Regions from separate parts of the Sus scrofa genome. Here region 2 is linked to region 1. The links are chromatin contacts, called in public Hi-C maps. All regions are on one chromosome and are shown on one strand. Each heading gives the region's core, a stretch centred on a gene start, on an enhancer-like site or on the middle of the called end of the contact. The rest is flanking DNA. Distances are from core to core; before and after follow the strand shown.

Region 1 (6,706 bases), core at 2,023-4,522:
AATCTTTTCTAAAAAAAATACAAAACAGAACCAAAAATATCCCCAAATCACAACCCTTACAGATTCTACCCTCAAGCTCTAAAGAAACTAGCAAGCAATCTCGTTTGTACTGATTATATTGAAACTATTTTTGCAGTTTCCCAAATGCAAAGCAAATATTTAAACTCTTCATTTTACTTGACTTCACCATGCCACACACAATTTGATCTTACCTTTTATCACACTAATAAGTCACTCCTACAGACTTTAAGCTCAAGGTACAGCAAACTATTAGACTTTCTCTAACACACTTTGTTATTTCAGGATTTGTGCTTCTTTATATGCTATTCCTTTCCTCTAGAATGTCTTCCTTCTGCCAAACTCTGCTTTGTACTATTTGTAATTGAGATGAAACATCATCTCTTCTGTGGAATTTCCATCCACTCCCACAATCATCTTTGCTCCCAATGCACTTGTATATAGTTCCCTAATAGGATATACAACACTATATTGTAAATTAGCTGCTTATACATCTTGGTAGCCTGAGACTCTAACGTACTTTGAGGCACATAGCAGACAATTAAGAATGGGTTTTTAAAGACCTTATGGTATGGCCATATTATTCTAGTTACTGTTGACTCAAGTATACTATATGAAGAGGCAGTGTATTTATCATGATTAGGAGCTCAGATTCCACACCACGTCGTCTGGGTATAGATTTTGGATCTACCACTTAATAGCCATGTGGCACTAGGCAAGTTAATTAACCTCTCTATGCCTTGGTGTCCTAATTAACCTCTCTATGCCTTGGTGTCCTTTATTAAAAGAGGGTAAGCTCTACTCATAAGGTTACAAGGATTAAATAAATACAAGCAAAGTGTTCAAAACAGTGACACAAAATAAGCATTACACATGTATTGGCTATTATAGTTACTATACTTTGATCATTTCTGACCCTTTCCACTTGGAATGGTCTCCCTTCAATTGTCCCTTTATCCAAATCTTACCCAGGTTTCAAGGCTGACCTCTGGTAAATACTTTGATCAATTCAACCCTTATATAATAATTCCCTGATTTAAACATACATAGCATCTTCTGTATCACACCACATTTAATTAAAACTGTCCTACATCCTTGTCATTTTTTGCAAAATGCTTGTCCACTCAATTTCTGTAAACCACATATCTTTGTGAGTTCCTATAGTCAGTACTAAATGCTTAGCATTTATTATGAAAAATAAAGTTCAGTAGAAACTTCAGCTCTGATCAAAATGTCTTTGCAATCAAAGAAATGGAGAAGACTGTGAGAACATTCCATCCTTCTCTAAGAGCCAAGCGGCAAATGTATTAGCGCCAGGGAATTCTGACTCCCATTAAAATAAGCTGCTATGAAATAGCTTCTGAGAGAAAAAAAAAAAAAAACCCTTCCTGCAGAAGTTATGGGGCGTTCTTAAGTTACCAAACCAAATTGTAGCACTGGATCCTCTATGAGAAATATGTCAGCATGACTACATGACTGACTGAAAGTACAGGATTTGGAATTACACAGAACTAGTTTTCACAGGAACCCTGAGCTTCAGTTTCGTTCTCTATAAGGCAGCTACTGTAACACCTACTTCACAGGTATATGATAGTCAACATCCACCCTAACATTTAGCTGAAATGCAAATTCCTTTGGAAAAATTTTAAATAAACTGAAAACACAGCAATTCATAAAAAACTGAACAGATTTTTCATTACATAAGAAAACATATTAACACAACACTGTATATCAACTATACGGCAATAAAAAACCAAGAAAAAAATTTTTTAAATTAGTTGTGTATTTGTAATATTCTAAACTACCTATGAGAAAAGTAAACATGTATAGTATTGTCAATATTCCAAACTGGGATGGAGGAAAAATTCTACTACAAAATCTATCCTTTTCTGACACTTTCTCCATCCTGTAATTTTTTTCCTTCCATTTGTAATTAAAAACAAGTGTTCAAAATTATCCCCAAAGAGAGAAACATTTGGAAAACATAATTTAATTTAATAGCAAGTTGGTTCTATAAATGTAGTACTCCAGTTTATAGTTTTAAACTACTTCCAAATAGGAATGAATATGAATTTAAGAAACCATGATAATGGCGAACAGCTCAAATGATGTTCTGAGTCAGTAATTTCAAATTAAGAGTTGCTCCAACTTGAAGCTGGCAGTCACACAGTCTAAAGGGTTTGTTTACAGCACTGACTAAACCAAACACTCCAATCTTTTAGAATATTCATCCTGGCGTTCTAACAATTAATTATTTTAAAGCAGTATAATCACTCAAATACTACACAAATTAAACCGAAATGGGTTTCGTTCTGAAGGAAAAAAAAAAAAAAGAACAAAGGTGGCAGATCTTATTTTTAAACTGTGGGTTTTTTTCCACTTTGAAAAAATACTTTAAAACAGAACCCTGCTTGGAATAACCTTTAAGCTTGGGGGAAGGGTGCAATTTTTAAAGACCGTATTCGGCGCCTTTAGGATACAGCGGTCTGTGGGGTTCATTAGGGTCGGGACATGTAATCGATCAAAAGAAGAAAAAGAGATGTTAAGTTCGGAATTTTTATGAGTATGGTAGGAACTTTCAGTAACGTTTAAACATTACAATTTAAGGATGAAAAGATGGCTTTGGAAAGAAAATTAACTTCCGAGTAGAAAATGAAGAGTCAAGTGCGGGGCCAGTGGAATAAGGGGAGATGGAAAGGCAACTGGGGAAAAGTGAGGATTTGGTAACCAAAAAGGAGTAAGGTCCAGAAGGCCGTTTGGGGGCGGGGGCTTAAGAAGGGTGTGGGGTGTGTGTGCGTGCACACGCGCCGGAGGTGAGTTTTGTACTTAGGGATGAAAAATCTAGGTGACAAAGTCGTGGAGATCAAATTCGGAGGTGTGGAAACAGGGAGAGGAAGGAATGTGGGGATTTCCAGGCTGGGGTAACAAGAAGTTTGGGGAGTTCGTTGTCGGGGCGCCCCTCTTTCTCGGGAAAGGGTGGCCTCCTCGGGTGCCAGTCCTCTGGCCCGTCCGCCCCGACTCGGCCCTCACCCTCCCGCTACACGGCCCTTCAACTGGCCACGGCCTCTCCTCACCTCTCAGGCCGCGGTGCCTCGCTCCTCCAGGTCCCCGGTAGCGTAGGTTCCCTCCGCCCCAGGCCCGGCCGGGCCCTCTGGCCAGCAGCCGCGGCCCAGCTCAGCTGCGACCGGGCGTTCCCCGCGCGGCTCCGCGGGCCTGTCGGCGCTCTGCCTGGACGACTGCTAGAGCTCCGCTCCTTCCCGCAGACGCGGCACGCGGCCCTCCTCCCGTGGCGGGGCGAAGCGCCCCCTGACCCCGCCCCGCGGCGCCCTGTCACGCCCCGCCCCCGGATTTGGGATCTGTACGTTGATTGGCCCCCGCGAGACCCGGCGCGCCCCGGCATTGGCTCAACGGCCGCCCGAAGACGATGGGGCGGCACTCCGAGAGGCTGCAATTCCCGTAACGCGGTTCCCGGCGTCCCGGATTCCGGTGACTGCGCCCGCGTCGCCTCTCCCAGGCGAGATCGAAGGGTTCCCCCCACCTCCCCTCTGCAGGCGGAAGGAGCGGAATGTTCCATTTTTCCGTGGAATAACGGGGTCGTGAACTGAAGCCCGGGTGCTGCCCGCCCCTGCCGCCCTCCCTTCTCTCGGCTTCCCTTCGGACTCCCTTCGAGGCCTTCCCCAAGGGACTCAGAGCCGGGAGGGACCGCCGGGTGTCTTTGGGGATCGGGGAGGCGTGGGAGCTCCTCAGGGAAGGTGGCCATGACTCCACAGGAGATTACCGCAGATAGTGGCGGCGGCTTCGGTCCAAGTCCTTATGTAAACCAACCTTGCCACGATGTATATTTCTAAGTCAGTAAATGAGTTTGGATGTGATTGATCGGTGAACCCCAGGTTTGGTGACACGCCAAGAAACTAGTTTTTCTTGCAGTTTGTACCTCCCAATCTGTTACAGAACTACAGAGTAAAAATCAGTTCCATTAACAATCCCCCTCTTCCCCTCCTCTGGTCTGGAAAAGGGACCTTCAGGCTCACTTTGATATTTTTTTTTTCGAGAATTAGATGAGAAGCCTCAAAGATAAGCGGGATGTGTGTGTGTGTGTGTGTGTGTGTGTGTGTGTGTGTGTAGAAACACACCCAAGGCCAGGGCCTTTTGTGGAAGAATGGCAGGCTATACGAGGACAATAATGTTTTAATGGACTTGAACAAATTATACCCATAAATTAACAGACAATTATAAGGTTCTTCATTATACTGACGATTCAGATAGGGTAAAACATAGATGGAATTATGATTTCTTAGTTGATCAGATAATTTTATAAGACACAGGAAAGTGGGCCTGCTATGTGTCTAGGGCTAAGGGAGTCCTAGGCAGGCTTGGGGATGGCAGTCCAGGAGAGAGAACACTCCATTGTGTTCAGCTGATGTGGCTCCCTATCACCCTATACCTAACCTGCAGAAACTGACTGGATTGTATTCTAGTTCTGCTGTTGATGGGGGTGTTTATTTTAAAACAAACTCTTATAAAATGTTGATACATTAAATTTTTATTTAGATCTAGCAGACATTTATGTAGGGGCCATGTGGTTAAGTGTACCTTCTGGTTTCAAGCTGCCTGATTTGAATCCTGGTACTGGTACTTCCCATGTCTGTGACCTTGGGCAGGTCTTCTCAAGATTCTTCATCAATCAAATGAGAATAATGGTACCAACCTAACAGGACTACTGCAAGTATTAAATGAGCTAAAATACATGAAGTGCTTGGCATATAGCAGTAGGTACTCAATAAATGACAGCTGTTATCATTATTGAATATCTACTATGTCAATGCTTTCCCAATCTCTCTTATCACAGTATATGTTGAAAATGATGGCACTTCTCTGGCATAGGGAGTAGCTACAGGGGATCATATCTCACAGCACACTAGCCTGCCTTGTACACTGGTGAGGGATGCAAAGGACTGAGTTAGTTCTTTTGTGAATATCTTTGTGTTTGCTAACACTAACCCATAAGAAACTCTCATTTTGTGGGGATGGTTAGAGTCTTAGGCTAATGAATCGATATTGGAGAAAGATTTTTTAGGACAGCAAGAGCGTGTCTCCCCTTGGCTGGAATTACTTTACTTTGCAGATACTACTGATCCATGAAACAATCACTTTCAGGATAAGGATTTATCATTAGAATGCCCTGTCAAAATGCAAGGATAAGAAAGAAAAGTGACTATCAATTGGGAAATTTCTGTTTGTGTTTTGATACTTATTTGGGATTTTAGATATGTCAGAAGCAGAGAGTAGGGAACCTGTACAGTGAGAGACCTACATGAGGATACAGATTACTTGAGAGTACATGAACAAAACTAGGAGAAAATGCTACAGAGCAAAGGTTATAAAGGTTGAAGACAAACTTTGCCTGCCTTGCTATTTACATAAATCTGGCCCTGACCAGGATGGCCATTTACTTTTTTTTTTTTTTTTTTTTTTGGTCTTTTTGCCTTTTCTAGGGCCACTCCCATGGCATGTGGGCATATGGAGATTCCCAGGCTAGGGGTCTAATTGGAGCTGTAGCTGCCGGCATACACCAGAGCCATAGCAACGCCAGATCTGAGCTGTCTGAGACCCACACCACAGCTCACGGCAACACCGGATCCTTAACCCACTGAGCAAGGCCAGGGATCAAACCCACAACCTCGTGGTTCCTAGTCGGGTTCGTTAACCACTGAGCCAGGACGGGAACTCCCAGATAGCCATTTACTTCCTTGCCTGTGCCCAGTTGTGTTTCTGGAACTCTGTCAGCCATGGCCTGCATCAACCTAATGATATCAGCAGCCATGATAATGACTCAGTTAGCACCCTGACCTCACAATTTCTCATCCTTCTCTTTTTCAGTCAGCTTCAACTTTACTCTGTATCAGGAACCCATAGATGGAGCCACACCTTGAAGCCAGTCATCAGATGAAATTACTCCACCTGCAAAATTTTGGATTGTGAGTTTCTCTCTCTACCCACAGCCTCCTACCCTTCTACCTCTCTCACTCACTCCTACTGAGTCTGTAGTTTGTCCTCAGTGTGTCCTCCAGTCTTTGTTCTCGTAGTTTATCCATTATTTCCCACCTCCTCTTATCTTCCTAAACTCTGAGAACCCTTTTATCAACCATTTTAGCTGTACTCTCACTCCTGTCTTCAATTCCCTCATCCTTCAGCCATATTTACCTTGTCAATACTATTTCCCATTTCCCTTTTCTTTGAACTAGCAGCCCTGTCCTGACCATTTACTCGTAGTGTAGAACCTTGTTTTATTATTCCCTGGAAAAACAATTTGTGAGTATCCATTTCTTCTGGTACTGCCTGAGAAGAAGAACCATCTTTTTTTTTTTTTTAATTCATTTTTTTTCTTTTTTTCCTTGTATTTTCCTCTCTTCTTCCCTCCCTCCTGCCTGCCTGCCTGCCTGCCTTCCTCTCTCCCCCTCCCTCCCTCCCTCTCTCTCCTTCCTTTCTTCCTTTCTTTCTCTTTCTTTCTTTCTTTCTTTCTCTCTTTCTTTCTTTTTTATGGCCCACCTGCAGTATATGGAACTTCCCAGGCTAGGGGTTGAATTGGAGATGCAGCTGAGGCCTGTGCCACATCCAGAGCAACAGTGGAGCCAAGCCACATCTGCAACCTATGCCACAGCTTGCTGCAGTTTGAGATCTTTAACCC
Region 2 (6,692 bases), core at 2,341-4,840, 65 kb after region 1:
TTTTTTGCGGCAGCTTAGGAAGAGTGAGGGTGGGGGAGGGGGCCTGTGAGAGATCAGGTGGCCTCCCAAGGACTCTCCTCTTTATGGTTCACAGAAACTTGATCCCCAGAATGGGGGCAGAGGGCAGGAGTGGTAGAAACTTCTGTTTCCTCCTCAAGATCCAGTAGGAAGCCTTGCTATTTTGACAAATAACTTGGCCTATGCTTCACTGTGCGGTTGATTTGGAAAGCCGACTGTTAACAAGGAAAACCAGAACCTGAAAAACTGCTTGTCCATGAGCATCCTTCTCAGGCACAATCAGGGATGGCTCTGGATCACCTGCATGTGCAGAGGGCCCTACAGCCTCTGGTGTCAGCTGTGTGGATGGAAATTCCCCTTCTTGTATGAGGCCACAGTGGAAGTGGGGGCCTGGGTGTCTGGAACAGCTTCAGCTTTCTGGGAGTATATTATGAAGCCAACTAAGTAACAGGAAGTCATCACTTGGGCTTTAAAGGAGATTTGTGCTTTATAAGAAGCCAATGAATACATAAAATGGTCTAAAAAATTGTACAACAAACAGGGGGCGGTCGGGAGAGGGGAGGAGGGGGATAGGAGTTAGCTTCTTCAAGTTCTGGATAACCTGCAGTGTGAGCTTCAGGAAGCTGATTTGCTTGTCAAGTGAACTGCACCCGCCCTTTCTGGACTTTAGACTTTTATCTTTAGGTTCTTTCGTTCTTTCCCTTTAGCCTCTGATTCTCTGAGGTCAGCCCTCACTTCTTCAATAATCCTCCCCAGGGCCGTCATATCCTCCTGGGCTTCAGAAGACCCTCCCTTCTCGGTCCTTTCCCACCCTTCCAGTGAGAGAAGCCTCACTGGGCACACAGCAATTACACCTATGATCTGAGAGGATGCCCAGGAGCTGTCAGTGGCTGTGCTGGCCCCCACGTTGCTCACTGATGCTTGGCTAAGCAATCTCCTGGGTCTAGAGTTGGTGGCTGGGAGTTTAGACTAAAAGGGAAGAGAACAATTTAATGACAAGTTTGTTTTGTCTTGTTTTTTTTTTACTTATAAGTGAAACCACCATCAAAAAATTTTTGACCATAAAGTTGGCCTGCCTCTTTCCCTCTCCCTCCCTCTCTCTGCTTCTGTCTCTCTCTCTCTATATATATATATCTGATTAGTCTTTTGTTGGGGAATCTTTCTTCCACTTTACAAGAGAAAATAAAAAGGCACTAGAGAGAAACTCAAATTCTTGCCACACCTTGACCTGTAGGGATGCCCATCTCTTCCTCCTCCCATTCCATCGTAGTTGGAGCAATTGCTTACTGCCAGGGTCAGTTCTAAGGCTCTATTTATCTCCTACAGTCTGACAGACTTTGCTCCATTGCAGGACCCTTCTTGCTCCTGCTGTCTCACGTGCTACTGCTTCCTTTCACCAGCATTTAAACAAGCCTGTTTCTCTCACCCTAAAAATAATACTTTCCCTTGCTTCGTCTACATTCCTTTCCAATGTATTAACTTTATTTTCATACTTCTGTATTCTTGATGCTCTGGCATTGGAAGCCTTGCTAACCAAGGAGGGCTCGCCCCTCCCATCCCCTCCACCCAGGCTTAGCCAGTTCCTAGAGGTAGAACACAACTCAGCTGAGCGTGTACTTTTCCTATGCAAACTAGCCAGTTCTGGAGCCCACACTCCAGCTACCTCCTTTATGGCCTCTCACCAGGTTCTTAGGCTTTGCCCACTATCCTCCTGTCCTACTCAGCCCAAGGCCGGGTACCAGAGGACTAGAGACAGCCCCTATGTGACAGAGTCAGCTGATATTATTCCAACTAGCCTATCCTCAACCTACTGACACTGCCTTGCCTTGCGTTCTTGTGAAAACCACAGTTGAACCCCCTGCCCATGTTGTCTTCTCTCTTTCTTCCTCCTGGTGCTTCCCTGTATGACCCTGCCTGGCCTGGTGTAACCCCTCTGGAAAATGGCAACCAACTAACTTTTCAATGGCAGTCATCTCTTGATCTGTTGGCCTCACATTACTGGGATAATGATAAAACTTACATTTTTAAAAATCCATGTACTTCCTTATCTGGTTCCTTTTGGCTTCAGTCAACTGTACCAAACAGGTGTCTGTTTTCACATCACCACTTCTTTACCCTCCACTCAGAAATTCTCCTTCAAATCTGGCCTCTGTGCCAACATTGCTCTGCCACTGCTCCTGCCAAGATCACTAATAACCTTGTTGCTAAATTTTAAGGCTGCCTCCCCAGCATTATCTGATTTGAGCTTTAAGTAGCATCTGATCCTAGTGACCACTACCTTCTTGAAAGTGTCTCCCCATGGCTGTAGTGATATTCATCTTTTCCACTACAGCTTCTTAGCATCCTCTGTGGGTTCTATTTCTGTTTATCTGTACATCATAGAATCCATAGGAAATTCAACAGCATACTGCCATGTGCACATGGATATCCTACCAGCATTTTAAAATGGGAATTTCCTAAACTGAACTCATCATCTCCACCCAGAGCCCATTCCCCAACTGTGCTCTTTCTCAGGGACTGGCACCATCACCCCTCGAGTTGTCCTAGGCAGAATCCTGATGTCATCCTTGGCTCCTCCTTCTGCCACATCCCTCATGCCTAATCAATCACCATGACCCATAGATTTTACATCTTGAATATTTCAAAGTCATTTATTTCCCTCTACCCCCAGTACCTCTAGGTTAATTTTGAGTTACTGTATCTTTCATCTGGCTAATGCGGCAGCCTCCTAACTAGTCTCCCTGACTCCATTTTTCCCTCTTCCTTCCGTTCTTCAGATTGCAGCCAGAGCTCTTTCTACACATTCACATCAGAGCATGCAACTCCCTCCCCCCACTTCATACTGCTGTGATAGTGCCTCATTCATTATCCTTCGGACAAAGTCCAAATTTCTCCAGTGACCTCCAAGGACCTTCATTGTGTGTTCTTTGAGTGCCTCTCTGGTCTCTTGTCTCATCGCCCCTAACCACCACCCCGTTATTCAGAACTGTTTGCACTCTCCTGGATGCCGTTTCTCAACTCTAGGCCTTGGTGTGCATTTCCTGGAACTCCCCGTCCTTCTCTTCCTGGATAACTCAAGCTCATTTCTTAGATCCCAGGTTAGAGATATAAAGAGACAGTGCCTGTCTCCTTGCTTGTTTTCCTAATTGCTACAAGCACCTTGAGGGCAGCACCAAGTCTGGTTGTAACGTTTCCAACATCTTACACAATGCTGGCACCAATAGCTGCTGAATACATGGGTGATTCCAACCCATGCTTGTGGGCAAGAGTGATTTAATGACATGGTCTGTCCTGAGAACATTAAGATGATTGTCCTCACATTTCTTTCATCATCAAGAATAATATTCATCGAGCACTTACTGTGTGTCATGCAATTTTCCAGTGGTAGGGAACAAAGCCAAACCACTTCCTTATTCTCCCACTGAAATGACATTTAAATAAATTCACTTTCATTTTTTTCTTCTTTCATTCCAGTGGTGATTAAAACTGAGATCATTTTTGTAGGGATTGGTGTGTAAAAGCCCCCAAGGACTATTCACTGACTTTAAGCAATGTCGACCTCAGGGTGATAGACTATCCATGATACGTTTTAGTAGTATGCATACAGCCTTTCATTAGATGCCTGGGACTGTTACTGCCAAATCATCACTGCTGAAAAATGTGCTTGTTTAGAGATTGTTTTTAAACTTGTTGAGCTGGGCCACATGTTTCCCATCTCTAACAATTAAGTGAATAGAAAACTAATAAGCCATCTTTTGGTTTGCTTATAGGAATGCAATTGCTAATACGTACCGGGAAAAAGGAGGTCACTGTGGGGCACAATGGAGTCATTATTTATGAGTTAGTGGAATTTTTTATGGAGCAAACAGATGTTTACATGCCTGAGATTTTGAGCCTATCTGTCGGGGCTGAAAAAAATGTATCTTATATATCTGAACTTACAGTTGCCATTTTAGGAGTCTTTACTCACATCTGTCATAGAATAGCACAGACCCAATAGGAATAGCCAGGCATTCCTGGATTAAGTTTTCTTTTTTATCTTCATAGAGAAGAAATTATACTGTTTAATGCTTCCTTAAACCACCATTGAGACTGGGGAGAACAGACGTTGTCTTCATTTGAGCTGCTATAAAAAGTACCATCGACTAGGTGGCTTATAGCAGATACTTATTTCTCACATTGCTGAGGCTGGGAAGTTCAAGATCCAGGTGCCCACAGTTTCAATGTCTGGCAGGGGCCTGCTTCCTAGATCACTGATGGCTATCTTCTCCCTCTGTCCTCACAGAGGGAGGACACTGATCCCACCGGTGAGGGCTCCATTCCTATGACCTAGTCAAAGGGGGTGGTATTGGTAAGTGAGGCTTTTGGAGGTGATTAGTGATTAGGTCAGGAGAGTCAATCCCTCATAAACAGGATTCGTGTTCTTGTAAAAGAAATCCCACAGAGCTCCCTAGCCCCTTTTACCATGTAAGGACTCAATGAGAGGTCAGTAGTCTGCAACCCAGAAGAGGGCCCTCACCCAACTATGCTGGCACCCTGATCTCAGCTTTCCAGCTTCCGGACCTGAGAGATTGAAATTTTGTTGTTTATAAGCCACCTAGTCCGTGGTATTTTGCTATAGCAGCCTGAGTGGACTAAGACCAAGGGATCTTGCTCAAGAGAACTTCTTAGAGAAGGGATCCCAACAGAAGGGGAGGCAGGGAATTCCCCTCGTGGCGCAGTGGAAACGAATCCAACTAGGAACCATGAGGTTGAGGGTTTAATCCCTGACCTCGCTCAGTGGGTTAAGGATCAGGGCCATGAGCTGTGGTATAGGTTGCAGATGTGGCTTGGATCCCGCATTGCTGTGGCTGTGGCATAAGCCAGCAGCTGTAGCTCTGATTTGACCCCTTGCCTGGGAACATCTATATGTTTCAGGTGAGGCCCTAAAAAGCAAAAAAAAAAAGGCAGACGGTCAGAATCTTGGGGCAGGTGGGGAGACATAAGCAAGGGAGACTGACGGACTGATGGGATAAACTTTAAGAAGTCCCCCTGGGGAAAGAGGCAGCTATGCCACAGCTAGCATGTGGAGGGCAGAGGCCAGAGTGCAACTCTATCAGCCTTCTAGGCTGCATCTTTGTTCCTTATCCACTCTCTCTCCTGGGTCTGACTATGAGCAGTCTAGAGCATTTGCTAGGGAGTTGGAGAAGAGGTGGATAAGGGAGGAGAAAAGAAATCAATGACACCCAGTTCTCTGCTGCAGGCTTTCAAGTCTGAAGACGACTTGATCTAGAAGTTTAGATAAGAATTAGGTTGGGGAGTTCCCGTCATGGTGCAGTGGAAACGAATCCAACTAGGAACCATGAGGTTGCGGGTTCTATCCCTGGCCTCACTCAGTGGGTTAAGGATCCAGCGTTGCCATGAGCTGTGGTGTAAGTCACAGACTCGGCTTGGATCTGGTGTTGCTGTGGCTGTGGCGTAGGCCAGTGGTAACAGCTCCAATTAGACCCCTAGCCTGGGAACTTCCATATGCCATGGGTGCAGCCCTCGAAAGACAGAAAGACCAAAAAAAAAAAAAAAAAAAAAGAATTAGGTTGGAGTTTTGATATTAAACTGCTCTGAAGTTGTAAAATGACAGAATGTTCTTGGACCTGGGACAGCTATTAGTCCTGCTTGAGATTTTATCTGGGGCCTGAAAAGATGGTCCATGTTTACTATGGAATGGTGAGCAAGATGACAATGGCATTAATGTTCATACTCTGCTGAGACTAACTTCTTCAAAAAATGGGTCATATATACATTTTGGAATGTTTGCTAAAAAAAATTCAGTTTGATACTTTATGGCTTCTTTTCATATGTATGTGTCTCTATCCATACACATATATCATATACACAGAATCATGGACTTATACAGCTGGAAGGATGTTTAGAGACATTCAGTTCGCAAAAAGGAGGACAATTAAGTTTCATTAGGATCTCTTTCAGTTCCAACCTTCTCTATGATTTTAGGGTATTGAAAGCTACTCACAGAAGATACCAAAATAAGTAACACTCTTCTCTTAGGAATATGCATTAGACTATTGCAAAGCAGAATGAAGTAACCTCTGGTGTTGTGGAAGCACTCAGAATACCAGTTGGCTCATTGCTTCTGCAAAGAACATAAAGCTGACTGCTTTTTTTTTTTAAATTAGGCTGGGGATCTGCCAGCTTAATAACTGCAGTACTTGACCAAGAGCCAGGCCTGGGAGGCCAAAAACAGAGGGTCCAAAGATTGCCCTTGATTTAGACAAGACCATTTATATTCACCTTCAGAGAATGCTCAGTCTGGGGATTCAGGCTTGTAGATTTCCAAGGTGTCTGTCTTTCCAGAGGGCCTTGACTCTGCATCCTTGGGTTTTTCTCCCCACACCAATGGAAGAGGCAAATCCAGAGGCATATTTCAAGGACCTATAGACAGGAAAACAGCAGAGCAGACACTCCATTAATCACATTTCCTTCTGAGTTCTCCATTTAACATTTAGTGATGCTAAATGGAGAAAGAAGAAACATTAAATACTTCTCCCTTAACACTCATGAACAAGTTATCATGAGTAGTATGTAATCAGCAGGACATGGGAAGAGGGGGCATCTCTTGATGAGCATTCCATGATTGACAGAGCCCTAAGGATGCCAATACCCCTCCCCTTCTCTTCTCA

The links. A called contact is a pair of places that touch in the nucleus more often than the background predicts.
Region 2: a Hi-C map of embryonic fibroblasts shows a contact between it and region 1, with 2.8 times the contacts expected there. The contact joins the enhancer-like site here to the promoter of IL6ST in region 1. A contact is called at or near these places in 14 of 47 Hi-C or Micro-C datasets (adipocytes, alveolar macrophages, embryonic fibroblasts and 8 more) and 1 of 2 datasets of contacts at active chromatin or transcription factors (skeletal muscle).

Annotation. Positions count from the first base shown.
Region 1 is chr16:35,148,516-35,155,221 of Sscrofa11.1, forward strand. IL6ST (interleukin 6 signal transducer) reads right to left here and starts at 3,273. Exons shown (of 16, transcript NM_001097432.1): 1 at 3,093-3,273. It overlaps LOC102168151 (a long non-coding RNA gene), which reads left to right. Exons shown (of 3, transcript XR_002339581.1): 3 at 5,899-6,456.
Region 2 is chr16:35,212,976-35,219,667 of Sscrofa11.1, forward strand. LOC102168063 (a long non-coding RNA gene) reads right to left here. Exons shown (of 6, transcript XR_002339580.1): 4 at 6,304-6,444. Among named protein-coding and RNA genes, the nearest start is that of IL6ST, 65 kb to the left of the region's middle. Within about 2 kb of position 3,591, at least 7 of the 83 cell types and tissues checked have an H3K27ac peak or open chromatin away from gene starts, as enhancers often do. A contact at or near this core is called in embryonic fibroblasts and retroperitoneal adipose tissue, where this site is marked.